4 separate regions of the Mus musculus genome follow, and regions 1, 2 and 3 are each linked to region 4. A link is a contact called in public Hi-C and HiChIP or PLAC-seq data. All regions are on one chromosome and are shown on one strand. Each heading gives the region's core, a stretch centred on a gene start, on an enhancer-like site or on the middle of the called end of the contact. The rest is flanking DNA. Distances are from core to core; before and after follow the strand shown.

The links. Hi-C and Micro-C count contacts between places; a contact is called where the count stands out from the background. HiChIP or PLAC-seq counts read pairs in DNA pulled down with a chosen protein or histone mark.
Region 1: an H3K4me3 HiChIP or PLAC-seq map of the 230-238 cell line shows a contact between it and region 4, with 16 read pairs. The contact joins the enhancer-like site here to the promoter of Serpinb6b in region 4. A contact is called at or near these places in 3 of 39 promoter capture datasets (the 3T3-L1 cell line, hippocampal neurons and stem cell-derived epiblast-like cells), 2 of 15 datasets of contacts at CTCF or cohesin (large pre-B cells and pro-B cells), 1 of 484 Hi-C or Micro-C datasets (the Ba/F3 cell line), 4 of 115 datasets of contacts at active chromatin or transcription factors (the 230-238 cell line, large pre-B cells, pancreatic cancer cells and 1 more) and 1 of 9 other capture datasets (embryonic stem cells).
Region 2: a contact with region 4 is called in a Hi-C map of embryonic fibroblasts, with 13 times the contacts expected there. The contact joins the promoter of 1110046J04Rik here to the promoter of Serpinb6b in region 4. A contact is called at or near these places in 12 of 39 promoter capture datasets (the 3T3-L1 cell line, cranial neural crest, embryonic stem cells and 8 more), 1 of 484 Hi-C or Micro-C datasets (embryonic fibroblasts), 5 of 115 datasets of contacts at active chromatin or transcription factors (the 230-238 cell line, forebrain, large pre-B cells and 1 more) and 1 of 9 other capture datasets (macrophages).
Region 3: a contact with region 4 is called in a FOXA1 HiChIP or PLAC-seq map of pancreatic cancer cells. The contact joins the enhancer-like site here to the promoter of Serpinb6b in region 4. A contact is called at or near these places in 7 of 39 promoter capture datasets (the 3T3-L1 cell line, cranial neural crest, embryonic stem cells and 2 more), 2 of 115 datasets of contacts at active chromatin or transcription factors (large pre-B cells and pancreatic cancer cells) and 1 of 9 other capture datasets (embryonic stem cells).

What each region holds. Positions count from the first base shown.
Region 1 is chr13:33,560,262-33,563,397 of GRCm38.p6, forward strand. Gm6093 (predicted gene 6093) reads right to left here. Exons shown (of 3, transcript NR_131141.1): 3 at 2,225-3,136. Among named protein-coding and RNA genes, the nearest start is that of Gm6093, 7.5 kb to the right of the region's middle. Within about 2 kb of position 1,625, at least 34 of the 459 cell types and tissues checked have an H3K27ac peak or open chromatin away from gene starts, as enhancers often do. A contact at or near this core is called in the 230-238 cell line, the Ba/F3 cell line and pancreatic cancer cells, where this site is marked.
Region 2 is chr13:33,934,129-33,937,415 of GRCm38.p6, forward strand. 1110046J04Rik (RIKEN cDNA 1110046J04 gene) reads left to right here and starts at 1,904. Exons shown (of 5, transcript NR_040707.1): 1 at 1,904-1,969. It overlaps Serpinb6a (serine (or cysteine) peptidase inhibitor, clade B, member 6a), which reads right to left and starts at 1,955. Exons shown (of 7, transcript NM_009254.3): 1 at 1,794-1,955.
Region 3 is chr13:33,821,694-33,824,806 of GRCm38.p6, forward strand. No RefSeq gene overlaps it. Among named protein-coding and RNA genes, the nearest start is that of Serpinb6e, 20 kb to the right of the region's middle. Within about 2 kb of position 1,843, at least 7 of the 459 cell types and tissues checked have an H3K27ac peak or open chromatin away from gene starts, as enhancers often do. A contact at or near this core is called in pancreatic cancer cells, where this site is marked.
Region 4 is chr13:32,963,400-32,966,742 of GRCm38.p6, forward strand. Serpinb6b (serine (or cysteine) peptidase inhibitor, clade B, member 6b) reads left to right here and starts at 1,862. Exons shown (of 7, transcript NM_011454.2): 1 at 1,862-2,144.

The DNA.
Region 1 (3,136 bases), core at 375-2,874, 600 kb after region 4:
ACAGAAACAGGATAAGATGGGGTAGTAAACTGCACTAGGCAGGGATCCTTCCAGCAATGCTCAAGGGTCTGGGCATGATGCAGGTGCACATAGATTGGATCCCTGAGCTGGAACTGGTGAGATGTTTTTGAGGTACCAGGCTCATTCGCTGTAGCCAGTTGTGACCAGACTTTCTTCTTTACTACATGTAAGCCTTTTAACTTAGCATACAGATCATTATTATAACAACATGTGGGTTCAATCAAGACAGTGAGGGGTGTGGGAGCTTCATAAAGGATCTCAAAAGGAGTAAGACTGAATTGAGAGGAAATATTTCTGGTTCTAAATAGGGCAGGGGGGAGGAACACCACCCAGTCTGTGCCAGTCTCCATGGTTAATTTGTCAAGGTCTCTTTTAGGGTTCTATTCATCCTTTCTACCTGACCTGAATTCTGAGGTCTGTACATACAATGTAATTCCCATTTGACCTGTAATACTTGACCACCCCCTGACTTACTTGGGCAACAAAGGCAAGGCCATTATCTGACCCTATTGCTTTTGGCATTCTGAAACTTGGAAATTTTTTTCAATAATTTTCTTGACGACTATCTGAGCAGTCTCATTTTTACAGTGAAAAGCTTCTATGCATCTCGAGATCATATTCACAAAGGCAAGAAGGTATTTATACCCATATTTTCGTTGGTAAAGTCTACTTGCCATAGATGCCAGGTTTGTCTCCCCGGTACCTTTTCCCTGGATCCACTGTAATGTGGCAGACATTGACATTTTAGCAGGGCACACACTTGTGCAACACCTGCTCCACAAGGTGTTTTAAACCTCATACATGGTACTTAGTCTTGGAGAATGTCTGGATGAGCTTGCTTATCCCTAAGTGCATCTTTTTGAGCATAGACTCTGCTTGTCTTTATGGCAGAATTTTCTTTCCCCTGGAGGTATACCACAGTCTCTTATTTTTGTTGAACTGGTAACTATAATCTTTGGAAATGAGGGTTAAATCCTCTGCTGTATAGGCAAACTTGGGCTCTGTTGCCAGGAGCACCAGCAGGGTCATGGCTGCAACAATTCTTGGTCTGCCATGTTGTCGTCCCTTGCTTTCATGGTATCTGTCTAATGGTGACTAGGACAGTGGATGATGTTTACCTTGGCAGGGTCATGGAGGTCCCTCAGGAGAGCTGGTATTTTCTCATTGTTCTTAATTTCTTTTCCTCCAGTTCTCAGTAGACCCCTCTGTTGATATATGGCCCTATGGACATGGGCTGTGGCCAAAGCATACTTGCTATCCATGTAGACATTGAGTCTTTTTTCTTTTCTTATTTCCAGGACCTTAGTGTGGACGATCAGTTTTGCCTTTTGGGCTAATGTGTCCTCTAGCAGGACCTTTGTCCAGATAACTTGGTGTCTGTCTACCACAACTGCTCCAGCATGTCTCATTTCTTTTTCTAGATAGCTGTTCACATCTGTTAACCAGGTAACATCTGTGCCCTCTAGTGGCTTGTCTGTAGATCTTCATGTCACCTATGTGCCTCAGCAAGAATTTGCTGACAGTCATGTACAGGAGACTCTATGTCTCGTTCTGTGAGCATGGTAACTGAATTTAGACATGCGAGGGTCAGGGAGAAGTGACTCTTTCAGAGTTAAGCAATAGAGTCTGGTAATGAGTCATGTGAGCGTTAGTCAGTCATCAGTCAGGGGGCTAGTGAACCATGCTCTCTAGAATTCTCACAGAATTACCAAATTCTGTCCTAGAGTCAATTTATCTGTGTTCTTGACCAGTAACATCACAACAGCTACTATGCACAGACAAGCAGGCCATCTGTAGCCACAAGGTCTAATTTATTTTGATAAGTATGTGCTGGGAACTAAAATAGGGGGCCCTGGGGAAGAGGGGGAAGGACCCCGTCAGAGTTTTACCTATTCTCTCATCAGTCAGGCATGGAAGGGCTGCTATACACTTACCACTCATCCCCGGGTGAGCATTTAAGCCTCTGACCCACTCTTCGGGGTGGCAAAAGGGCAGCCCTACTGGGAGCCCTAGCTAAAGCCACTGGGGTTATGGGAAAGAGGAATGAGGGAAGTAAGGTTCCCAACACCAGCAAGAGTGAGTGCAGCGGATCTTGACTGGAGCACAGGAAGGCCTTCCATCAAGAGATTAGAAACGGCTCATTAGGAGAAAGCCTATCTCATCCTCCAAGCTCAGTGGGTCTTGATGAGCAGAGACATTCTATGGTTTTAGAGCTTTATTATAGAAAGGCAGGGAGAAAGAGAGAAGGTAGAAGAGAGAGGGGGAAGGTTAGAGAGAAAGAGAGTAAGAGGGAGGGAGGAGAGGACAAAGAGAGAGGAGAGAGGAGAGAAGACAAAGAGTGTCATGGACCGGGCTCAGTCAGCCCCCCTCAATCCATGGGAATCAGTGTCTTGGACAGATGGGCATAGAGTCGGTGAGAATGGGGTACAGACAGAGGCAGACAGGAGAGAATGTGTTGGGTCTGAATGTAATGTCCAAACGAACACCAGGCTTTTTTATACAGAAGAAAAACAAACAAACAAACAAACAAACAAACAAACAACCAGGAGAACACATCTGCCAAGTTACAGTGACACAAAACAAAAGGAATGCATACATCAAAAGATGGAGGGAACCAGGCCACATTTACCACTTAAAATGGTGCCAGGTGAATGCTCTGATGCAATGCTAGTCTATTGTTAAACCCACCATCAGGGGTTCTTTAGTAAATTCCTGATTATGCTATTCCACTGGGCCTAGTGAAGAAACCTGTACCAGGGGAATGCCCTTCCACTAAATCTTTCATGGACAAACCACCTATTTGCTAGGACATTGTGTATTCCTGTGTTTGGGTGCAACTCAGCTATTGTCCTAAGTAATCACTATGCAGATTAGCCCTGAGCTTTTCTAGATCTGTTCTTTGTAATGCTTGATTATTTTCAGGGTTTCTACTAGAAGTGAATTCGAATGTTACTGAATAGGTAACATTCTTACTGCTCCTCAAGCTCACCTTTGACTTCAAGGATTTTCTAGGAACCATTGGAACACTAGTGGAGGCTTAGCTATATGTCAAGAATCAATCCTTAAAGGCACTTATAATAAAACAATACTGAAAGAGAGCATGTGTATCCATACA
Region 2 (3,287 bases), core at 654-3,153, 970 kb after region 4:
GCTTAATCCCATGTCCAGAAAGCAGAGAGTTGGTATTCCATGTGACCCTACAGCACATGCTTGAAGGCTCTTTTGGATAGAGAAGGGGATGATGGTGGGAGGTACAACTGTTGACTCACTAAACTAATTTAAAGATGCTTTGAACTAAAAACGGACTAATGGAACTTTAAGTACCCAGTCATTTCTGGGTATCTGAAGAATATCAGTTGATATCTGAAGATGCCAAATCTTCAAGTGTTCAGTTAACTTATGTAAAATAACTTAATATTTGATCTAACCAATATAAGTGCCCCTGTGAACTTTAAATGGTTTAGAGATGTGTAAATACCCAGCACAATGTAAAAGCTAGATAAATGATCCCTATTAGCATGCTGTTTAGAAAACAAGAAAGGGGAAAGAGTCTATGCAGTCCAGATTGGGCTCAAACTCTCATTTCTCTGCGTCAGCCTCCTGGGTCCTGGGATTACAGGTATACAGCAACACATCTCAGTTCTCCTTCAATGTTTTCTATCAGATTTTGATTTCTGCTTCATGTTGACTAAAAGTAAAATCCATGTATGAGATGGTATGGGGAGACATGCAGGTATAGGAAGCCAAATAAACTTGGTATATGGAGCCAAGAGTGCCCCAAACACACCCTTTCTGCGTGATGACACAAGCCATATCGGATACAATTACTCAGAGCAGCCTTGAAACACTAGGACACACCCCATGTAAACGGATAACAGCAATCATCCCACAAGCCCCAGCGCCACAGTCCCTGATCACACATACTTTTACCCAAGGTTACTTGATATATTAGATCCAACACCCAACTCCTAAGCCACTGGAGGAAGGAAATGAGCAGCCTCTGGAAAAGACCTATTACAATCAATTGCCTCCCAAGCAGTCAGAAAAATAAGTGCCAAACCTCGCCCAGTTTTCCCTCACTCAGTGTTTCTGACACCATATGAATACTAGCTGTCCATATTTCTGATCCTAATGTGGAGAAAAGACCTAACCTAACGGGAGGAAAGGAGGAAGACCAGGCATGTATCTCAGTAGGAAAGAACTTGCTCAGCATTACAAGGCTCTGGGTCCATCAAAAAGAGGAGGGAGGAAAAAACAAGTTCACATGCCAAGTGCTTCTGGCACAGAAACTGTCAAAAACTTTGCCCATGATTTTCTCCTAACCTGACAGATATCAAATTTGTGAGTTTAGTAGGAGGGAAAACAAACAAACAAACAAACAAACAAAACCCAAAGATCTGGAATTGTTTCTCACAAGTATTTATGTTTGTGGGCCTCCGGGGTGCTTAAGATTTGTCACAAACTTCCCAGCACAGCCTGGGCAGCGCCCCTGGGAGATTCAGGCACACTGGACAGGAAAGGGTCTGAGCACCCAGCCCTTGGTCTCTCTCCCCCACCTCCCAGATCCCAACGCCCGTCCTAGTGCGTCACCAGCCTGCGTCTCTGGAGTCTCCAGGTTCACTCCGGATCGAAGGACATACGTGATCACCTGTAGCCCCGGGGCCCCGCGCAGCAGCCAGGCCGGCTCCGCGCAGCCCCCATCCCTCGCTAGCCGTCGCCTCCAAGGACTCTGGCAGATCTGGGAGGGCGGCGATGTCACCAGATGGCTGGGATCACAAGGCGACTCACTTGGCTGCGTCACGGCCCGCTGAAGCCGCTGTGCAGCAGAGGGAACCCGAGTCAGGTCCACAGGGCTCTCGCCGCGCGCCACACCCGCCTGCGTCCCCAGCTCCCCACCCCCACCCCGCCACCCCACCCCCGCCTCAGCCCACCGAAGAGCATACCCTAGATTCTCCTAGATTCTCGATTTCCGGACTGGTAGCAAGCAGAGAAGAGATGAGGAGGCCCCAACCGCGCCCGAGGCCTTAAATACTTATGGGGGGCGGAGAGTCGGGAGGAGTCTGAAGGCCAGGGTGCGGCCGCTCCCGAGTAGGAAAAGGAAGAGAGTAAGTAAGGCCAGGTGAGTGCCTGCGGACCCACAATCTAGCCTATCCTCTGGCTCTTGGCCACTTTGCCTCAGATTGGGCAGCTGATCTTTCTGGTACTTTCTGGATGCTTTGGCTACCTCCACTTAGCGATGCCAGAAGTGTGCCAGCACTTAGTGGATGGACATACTTGTGACAAAGCAGATCATAAGTTTAAAGTGAGAAAGGAAGAAAAGACTTTTAACTACTGGGGCTGGAGGTAGAGATCTTATTCAGCAGGCACAGAAAAATAAAGAAAGGTGGTCAGTGCCTGTGTCCCAGTGTAGCCTTCTCAGCTTTGGGTAAGCCTTTCCCAGCCATGAAAAGGATGAGCAGTATTCCCAGCCTTCAGCAGGCTAAACAGACCTTATCAACCTGGACACAGACATCTGTCTTGGCTGCAATTGCAGGTACCCATGGGAACTTTAAGGTTTTTGCGCTGACCTTGCTGCTACAACATACTCAAGCTGAAGAAGTGGATGGATTTTGTGGGTTTTTTTTTTCCTTTATAAACACAAAGCTTATTATCAAACTTTGAGCCTTGATCAGAACCTTTGTCTTAGCTTCATCCTTCTCTCACCCCTTTACCTTATTTCTAGCCCCCGTTTCAGGTAAACCCAGTTCAACCATGGCTGCTAGATGGCTACAGATGGACTTGAAAACTGGGGTGGGGGTGAAGGGGGGACTACTGAGAAGTGCTGTCTTGGGTGGAGCGCCACAGAAAACAGAAGAAAAGTGAAAGTATCCATGAAGCACTGTAAGCAACATGCAGCATTAATGCTAGTGCTAGCCATAAATTTTATTTTTTGAAACTGCTGCTGTAAAAAAGTGCTTTCAGGAGGATACAGGCTAGGCTGAAGAAGTGTTGGCCCGACATGGGCTTCGCCTAAGGTGTGGCTGCATAATGGGGCGAGGGAATTCTAAATAGGCATTTGTCCACAGCCAGGAGCTGCTCCAGGTGAAAGGAGTAGGATTTAAAATAAAATAAAAAGAGTAAAAAACAAAAAACAACAACAACCAAAACAGATGTTAGAAAAATTCTTAGCTCAAGTACATTTATGTTGTCCTTAATTCCCAGAAATAGGAATGGTAAATATATAAGTAAAAGAATTAGTCACGTTGAAGAGAAATTGGGAAAGTTAGAAAAGCAGGGCGCTGGAGAACAACTATCGGTAGCTACCACTGTGCCTCTTCTCTCTTTGGCAGAATTCCCAGAAGGAGATAAAGAGTGAGGCCTTGAACACGAGAGAGAGAAAAAGAGAATAGGTTTCAGAAATGGAGTTGTCCCCTGTCCAGGACGCTTTAGCACAAGAG
Region 3 (3,113 bases), core at 593-3,092, 860 kb after region 4:
CATGGTAATTCGTCTAGGTTTGAACCTTGCTGAGGAATCTGTCTGAGTGTCAGAAGTTTTCTATGTGGTCTAAGCAGGTGAGTACTTGTCCAGTGGCACAAAAACTTATGATTTGTGTGGAGGCTAATTTCTCTAAATGTTAAAAACTTTCTGTGAGATCTACAGAGTGTAATGAAAACTTGTGTAAAGATAAATGACTTATGTTGCCATGGTGATTTTTCCAGGTCTGAGTAAACATTTGTACTGAGAGTTTTCATGTGTCTGTGCGTGCCACCTTCTGGTTTGTTCTTGTTACTACAGGTTGTATTTTTTTCTGTTTTTGGTTGAATTTTGCTTCTGGTTGTGCCTTTTTTCTGTTCACAGATTCTAAACGATGTCACATCCTTTGTAGTTCAAGGCTTCGAATGTGTTTCTTTGGCTTGTTGAAGTTAGGATAGACGTATCTGTGAGCTGTGGTTATCTCAGGGTCAGGAGACATCCTGAATCTCAGTCTGGGGTGGGTGTGGGCTTGGGGGGAGTCAAGAGACACCCACCAATCTGATCCTTTTCTTGTGGGTGTGCACCATTTTCTGATTATTTCTCATTTCTGCCTGATAGAGAGAGCAAGTTAGATTTGTGTTTTCAGTGGCATAAAGAGTTCTTTTTATGTGAGCACCATTTTCTGATCATTTCTTGTTTCTGCTCAATAGACAAAAAAAAAAAAAAGGTTTTATTTGTGGTTTTATTTATTATGTTTGTGTTTCTCGTTACATAATGATGATGATGAGGTTATTTTGATGAAGTAATTTTGACTTTGATGGGCTTATTGCTTTAACAAAATGACTTTTACAGGTGATTTTGACAAGTTGACTTTAAAGAAGTGACTTTTACTTAGACAGACATATTAACATGAGACAGGTTACCTCTACTGTATTCTACAGGTTCCCTTCACCACAGAAGAGGCCAAGAAGCTGGTTCCTTGTCCCACAGGGAATCCTCTCCCAATATGCTTGCTTTCCCTTGACTCGCCCAGATTGAGATTTTTTTTAACACCATTAAAGGTAAAAAGAGGTTTTAACCCCGTAAAGATTTTAAAGGTAAAAAGAGGCTCTTGGTAAGTCATCAGACTGTGTTGGCAGGTCTCAAGGCAGCCACAAGATGGCCCACAAATTTGGCCATAGTATATGATATTAGACAGTAAAAGCCCTTTTAGAGAAAGTCATGGAGACATTTCGACAATACACCACAATGAACTTTAAATTATTAGAAACAAAGGCAGAAATTGTTCTAGCTTTTGTTAATTAGGTGGCACCAGATATTAAGAAAAAGCTCCAGAGGATTAAGAAGTTAAAGAAAAAGTCTGAGGGATTTAATGATAATAGAAGAGAGAATATTTAATGGAAGAAAGACTACAGAGGAGAAGCAGATGAGAGGACAGAAGCAACAGACTCCAGACCTGGCAAAGATCCTGTTGGCAGACAAACCAAAAGACTGTAAGAGATGCCTAAAACAGATAGCTTCAAAAGAAGGAGGTAAGGGTGGCCTTAAAGATCAAAAGTATCCCCTCCCCAAGCACAGTGAATCCCTAAAAGTAAAAGGAAACCCCACTAGCGTTTCTATTGATAATTAATAACTTCAACATTCTGTCTTGCTAAAACCTGAAGATAGAGTCTCTTCATCCATTTATAAATGACTTCCTAGTGGCAACAGAAACAAAACAAAATCACAGGACCTCTTAGATACCATGAAAATTTTGGGCTATTGAGCCTCTGCTAAGAAGGTCCTATTGTGTCAACTACAGGTGACCACCCTAGGCCTGGGGGATGCCTACTCAGACTCAGGGTTCTGGCATCAGTTAATGGCCAATGTGTCACCAATTGGCAGAAGCTGGCCCCCACCCTGTTTACACATCAGTGCAGCAATGGCCTCCTGGTTAAATATTATGCCATGATGACTCATTACCAGCCTCTCTTCTTGAATGTCTGCAGTATAACTTTTCAGCTGCCCTGCTGCCTGACCCTGAGCATGAGTGATGGGCTTCTGCATAATTGCTCTTGGCTTGGTACTCCTATATTGAGTACAAGGTGAATGTAGAGGTAAAATGGTTTACCAATGGCAAAAGCCTCAATCAGGATGAACAGAGTTATGCTGGGCAGCAGTGGTCTCAGACACCAAGATCATATGGGCAGAGCCACTCCTGGCAGGAATGTTAGCCCAGAAAGATGAACTGGCAGCTCTGACCAAGGCACTGGAGCTGAGAAAAGGCAAGAGACACACATAGCCAGTGTGCCTTTGCTACCACTCATATTCCTTAGGCTATTTATAAGGAGAGGGACCTTCTGACAGCAGAAGGAAGAACTAAACTCCATCCCAGAAGGCAACAAGACAGCCCAATGAGTGCCCTGAAAAATTGGGCCCCTCACATCCTTGATTGCCCTAGACCCAGGAGATTCCATACTCTGACCAGACAGAAGACATGATCAAGGTCAAAAGCCTGCCCACCTCTTTGTATCATAAGAGATGATGGAGTACAGCTGACTACAAACTGATTATACTAGAGAAAATGGATATACACATACTTTAAAAGATCCATTGTTCTTCATACATGTGATACTAGAAAATGCAGGACTTAGTCTGCCAGTCCCACATCAGAATTATATATGCCAATTTGAACAGCTAAAATTATTAAAAACTATAAGGCTTGTCAATTGACCAATACAGTTGCTAGTGAGAAGAACCCTGGTACTCAATACAGGAGGAGTACCAAGCCAAGAGTCTCTCAGGAAATGGACTTAATGGAGGTAAAACCAGGAAAATTCAGATACAAATATTTGCTAATATTAAAGATACCTTTTCAAGATAGACTGAGACTTTCCCAACTAAGCATAAGACTGTGGAGACAGTAACAAAGGAACTACTAAAAAAAATCTTCCAAGATATAGTTTTCTAAGCATATAGGCCCAGACAATGGACCTACATTTGTGTGCAAGGTAAGTTAGAGATTAGATAATATTTTAGAGATTGATTAGAAACTTCATTGTGCACATAGACCCCAGAGTTCAGGATAGGTAGAAAAGATAAACCCTAAAAGAGATTTCAAATAAATTGACCTTAGAGACTGATGGTGACTATTT
Region 4 (3,343 bases), core at 612-3,111:
AAAAAAAAAAACAAAAAACAAAAAAAACTAACCAACCAACCAACCAAAACATTCTGGGAAATAGACAAGAAAAGATATTCTCTTCTTAACTTTCTAAGAGATTGTAATATGGAAACCATTACTAACAATCATCAGGATCAACAATGGGGTAGTGTAATGGGAGACAGAGATTGAGGCTCAGTTCTTGGCACAGTATGAACATCATGTAATCTACAGCCAAAGAGCAGGCAGGTGATGGTAGGTTAAAAAAAAATACTAGGAGCAAACACTGCAAGTGACTGGCATTCTCACCCCTGCTGAAGACAAGCCAGGGTGATCAGATGCTGTCTGGGTGACATGGTTGCTGGTGGTCAGATATCAAGACTGATCAGGTATAGAAGAGGAAGAGTTTGGGTTGGCTAGCAGAAGAATTCTTGTAAAAGCCGGATTTTACATGTGTGCATGAGGGCTCGTGACTATCAACAGTGGAGGCAGAAAGTCAGAGTTTGAGGCCTGTATAGGCTATATAGTGAGACTTTATTTCAAAACAAGACAACAAAAATATGGATTTTTCTCAGGACGTACATACATAAGTTTGGCAAAAGACCCAGAAGACTGGCTGGAATTGGACTCTGCAGAGAATCGCCATCAGGTACCGTCCTTATGAGGATGGATTCCACAACTAACCAAACGTTCCGTGTATTTATCCTTTTAAGAATCTGGATTCACTCCAGGGTATTTTTCCATCTCAGGACTCATTTAATTGGAATGCACACACTGATACCCCAGCTGGATGACTCTGTGTGAATTAACATGGACGGGAGCTTAGCTGTATGCTAGTTATGACAACCCTTGAAATGGTTTAAAGTCAAAACATCTATCAAGATACACACAAAGGAATTCAGAGAAGCCAGAAAAGGAGATAAGAGAGAATTCTGTGCAATCTTTTTAGAGAGGTCACCCAAACATTTTAAAGTAACGACTTGTAGATCTGTGGTAGAGAACCGAAATAATGCTCCCTGTTGATGATAAACCGGAAGTTAGTTATACAGAAGAACCCTAATGTGCACAGGTACAGAGGCTATGTGCCCTGTAGTTTGAAAAAGGGTGGGCCAGAAGGATAAGCCAGAGCAATAAAGCTGCACTGGAAAGAATGCAGAGGCTAAATGAAGCATTCCTTTGTGTTTCTGTATGTCAAGAGTCACATCTCACAGCTGGTGTGGTGGCCTGGTCTGTTATGACACCTAGAAAGGCCAGTGTGGTGCTGAACATTCTATAAGGTGCTACAGCTTAGACACAGCCGAGACACACCTAACTCAAATGTCAGAAAGGTCAATGTTGGGGATCCTTGTCCTGGTGTGAGAGTGAAGAAGGCAGAAAAGAATCTGAGGTCTCCAGAGCTGACCAGTCTCTTAAACCTGGCCAGCATTCTCTCCACCGGGTCTTTTTGCTCGATAGGAGAGATGTGAGATGTTAGAGTTTTTCTGCCATTTATATAAAATGTCAGTACCTGAGGGCTGGGACAGTAGTGGAGTCTTGGACACAGTAATTACAAGGGAGGCTTCTGTGGTTTTCTGTGCATACTCGGCAAAAACTTGGACCCTGGTTATAACCCTGAAAGGAACTCCCAACATTTCTGTTTAATGCTGTCTCATTTATTCCCATTGAGAGTTAGCACATTTTAGTCATTGAGGCCATAACACTCATGTAGTGTGGAACACACCCTCCCACAGAGGGAGGAAGACAGGGAGAGAGGAGGAGGGGGAAAGAAGAGAAGAGGAAGAGGGGGGGGGGGGCGGGCGTTGCATGCCCCCTAGTGGACACCCTTCTAATTGCTTCATCCAAGCGGTTTGGTTAAATCCCTTGGTTTTCTGAAGTAGGTAGTCATAGCAAACAAACAGTGCTAGCGAGGATTCCTGATTTAACTAGACCAGTCTGCAGCTAGCTGCTGAACCCGACTGCAGGCAATGGTCAAAGTGCAGCGATCCTGCTTTTCCGTTTCTTTTCCTTTTCACCCGGACAGCCCACAGCCCCTCTGACACCTCCCCTGGGACTTCCTGACTCTGGGACCTCCCCACGCTGCGCCCTGCAGCTATTTGAGGCCAGAGCACAGGCTCTTCCTTCTCTAGATTCTGCTTGCTGACAGCCTGAACCTGGGGTTCCAGGTAAGCTCTGCTACGAGCTGGCTGAAGATGGTGGGGTAGGGTGCTGGGGTTGTGGGACCTGGATGGGAGGAGCTAACTTGGCGCATGGAATGGGCATGACATAAGAATCCTGCAGGGATTGGTACGAAGAGGTATCAAAACCAAGAGGGACCTAGTCTGTCCAGGGCGGCAGGCTTTGCCACCCTTGTGGCCTCTTATTGGCTGAGTGAGCCTGCGTCTTAGAGACGGGGTTGGGCTGTTCTCAGGGGGTTGCCCATACCCTTAGTGCCTTTAAGCTTGGATCAATACCCCAGGATTTGTCCAGTTTTGTCCTTTGTTTGTTTTTGTTGTTCTCTTGTTTGTTATTGTTTTATCACACTCGTGGCAATGGTGGTGGAATCCTGCAAGATTTGATGTCTGTGGGACATAGGCGAAGTTTTGATAAAGTTTGTGTGTCAGATGAAAGCTCAGGTTTTCCTCCCTTCCTTTGTTTTGTTGGTGGACCCTGAGCCTGTTCTTCTGCTTGCTCAGCCCCAGAGCCCCAGGCTTACTGTTCCTCCTTCTTACCTTGAATCCATTTTGAGAATCGGAAGTATGGAAATCTAGCATTCATGTGCTGTCAGGAAGCTAGATGAGGTTTGGCTCTTTTACACCGTTTTTAGGGTATGTGGGAAACAGCTGCTTGTGAGAGCATTGTACCTGAGGCTGCCCACTTCCTCGTGTGGTTTGTGTGTGGAGGGTCCGACTATCAAATAACATTTGTGTTAAGGTCCTGTGAGCCGTGCTGGGGCCCAGTAATGTGAATGTGGTTACAGGAAATGACTGCTGTTTGTGTTTGAGAACTACCCTGAGTATCTGTACCCACTATGGCTTCTGTTGTCACACAGAGAGGGTGTATGGTTCACACTTTGTTCCCTAAAGCATGTTCGCTTGGATCCCTGTGTCTTCTTCCATGGATTTCACACTTAGTCAACCAGACTCAGCAGATATAAACCAACAGCAGATAAAAACTACTTTGGAGAAGCTAGGTGTTCTGTAGGTAAGCCAGCATCCAAGAGACAGAGTCAGGAAGATAAGAGTGGGAGGTCAACCTGGATGACACAACGATGAGACTCCAATTCAAACGTGGCTAAACTGTTTTTCCTTTTCTGCTCTAAATAGTATGGTATAAAGGGTGGTTTATTTGGCATTTACATTGTATAGTGTAATGTAGGTTATTT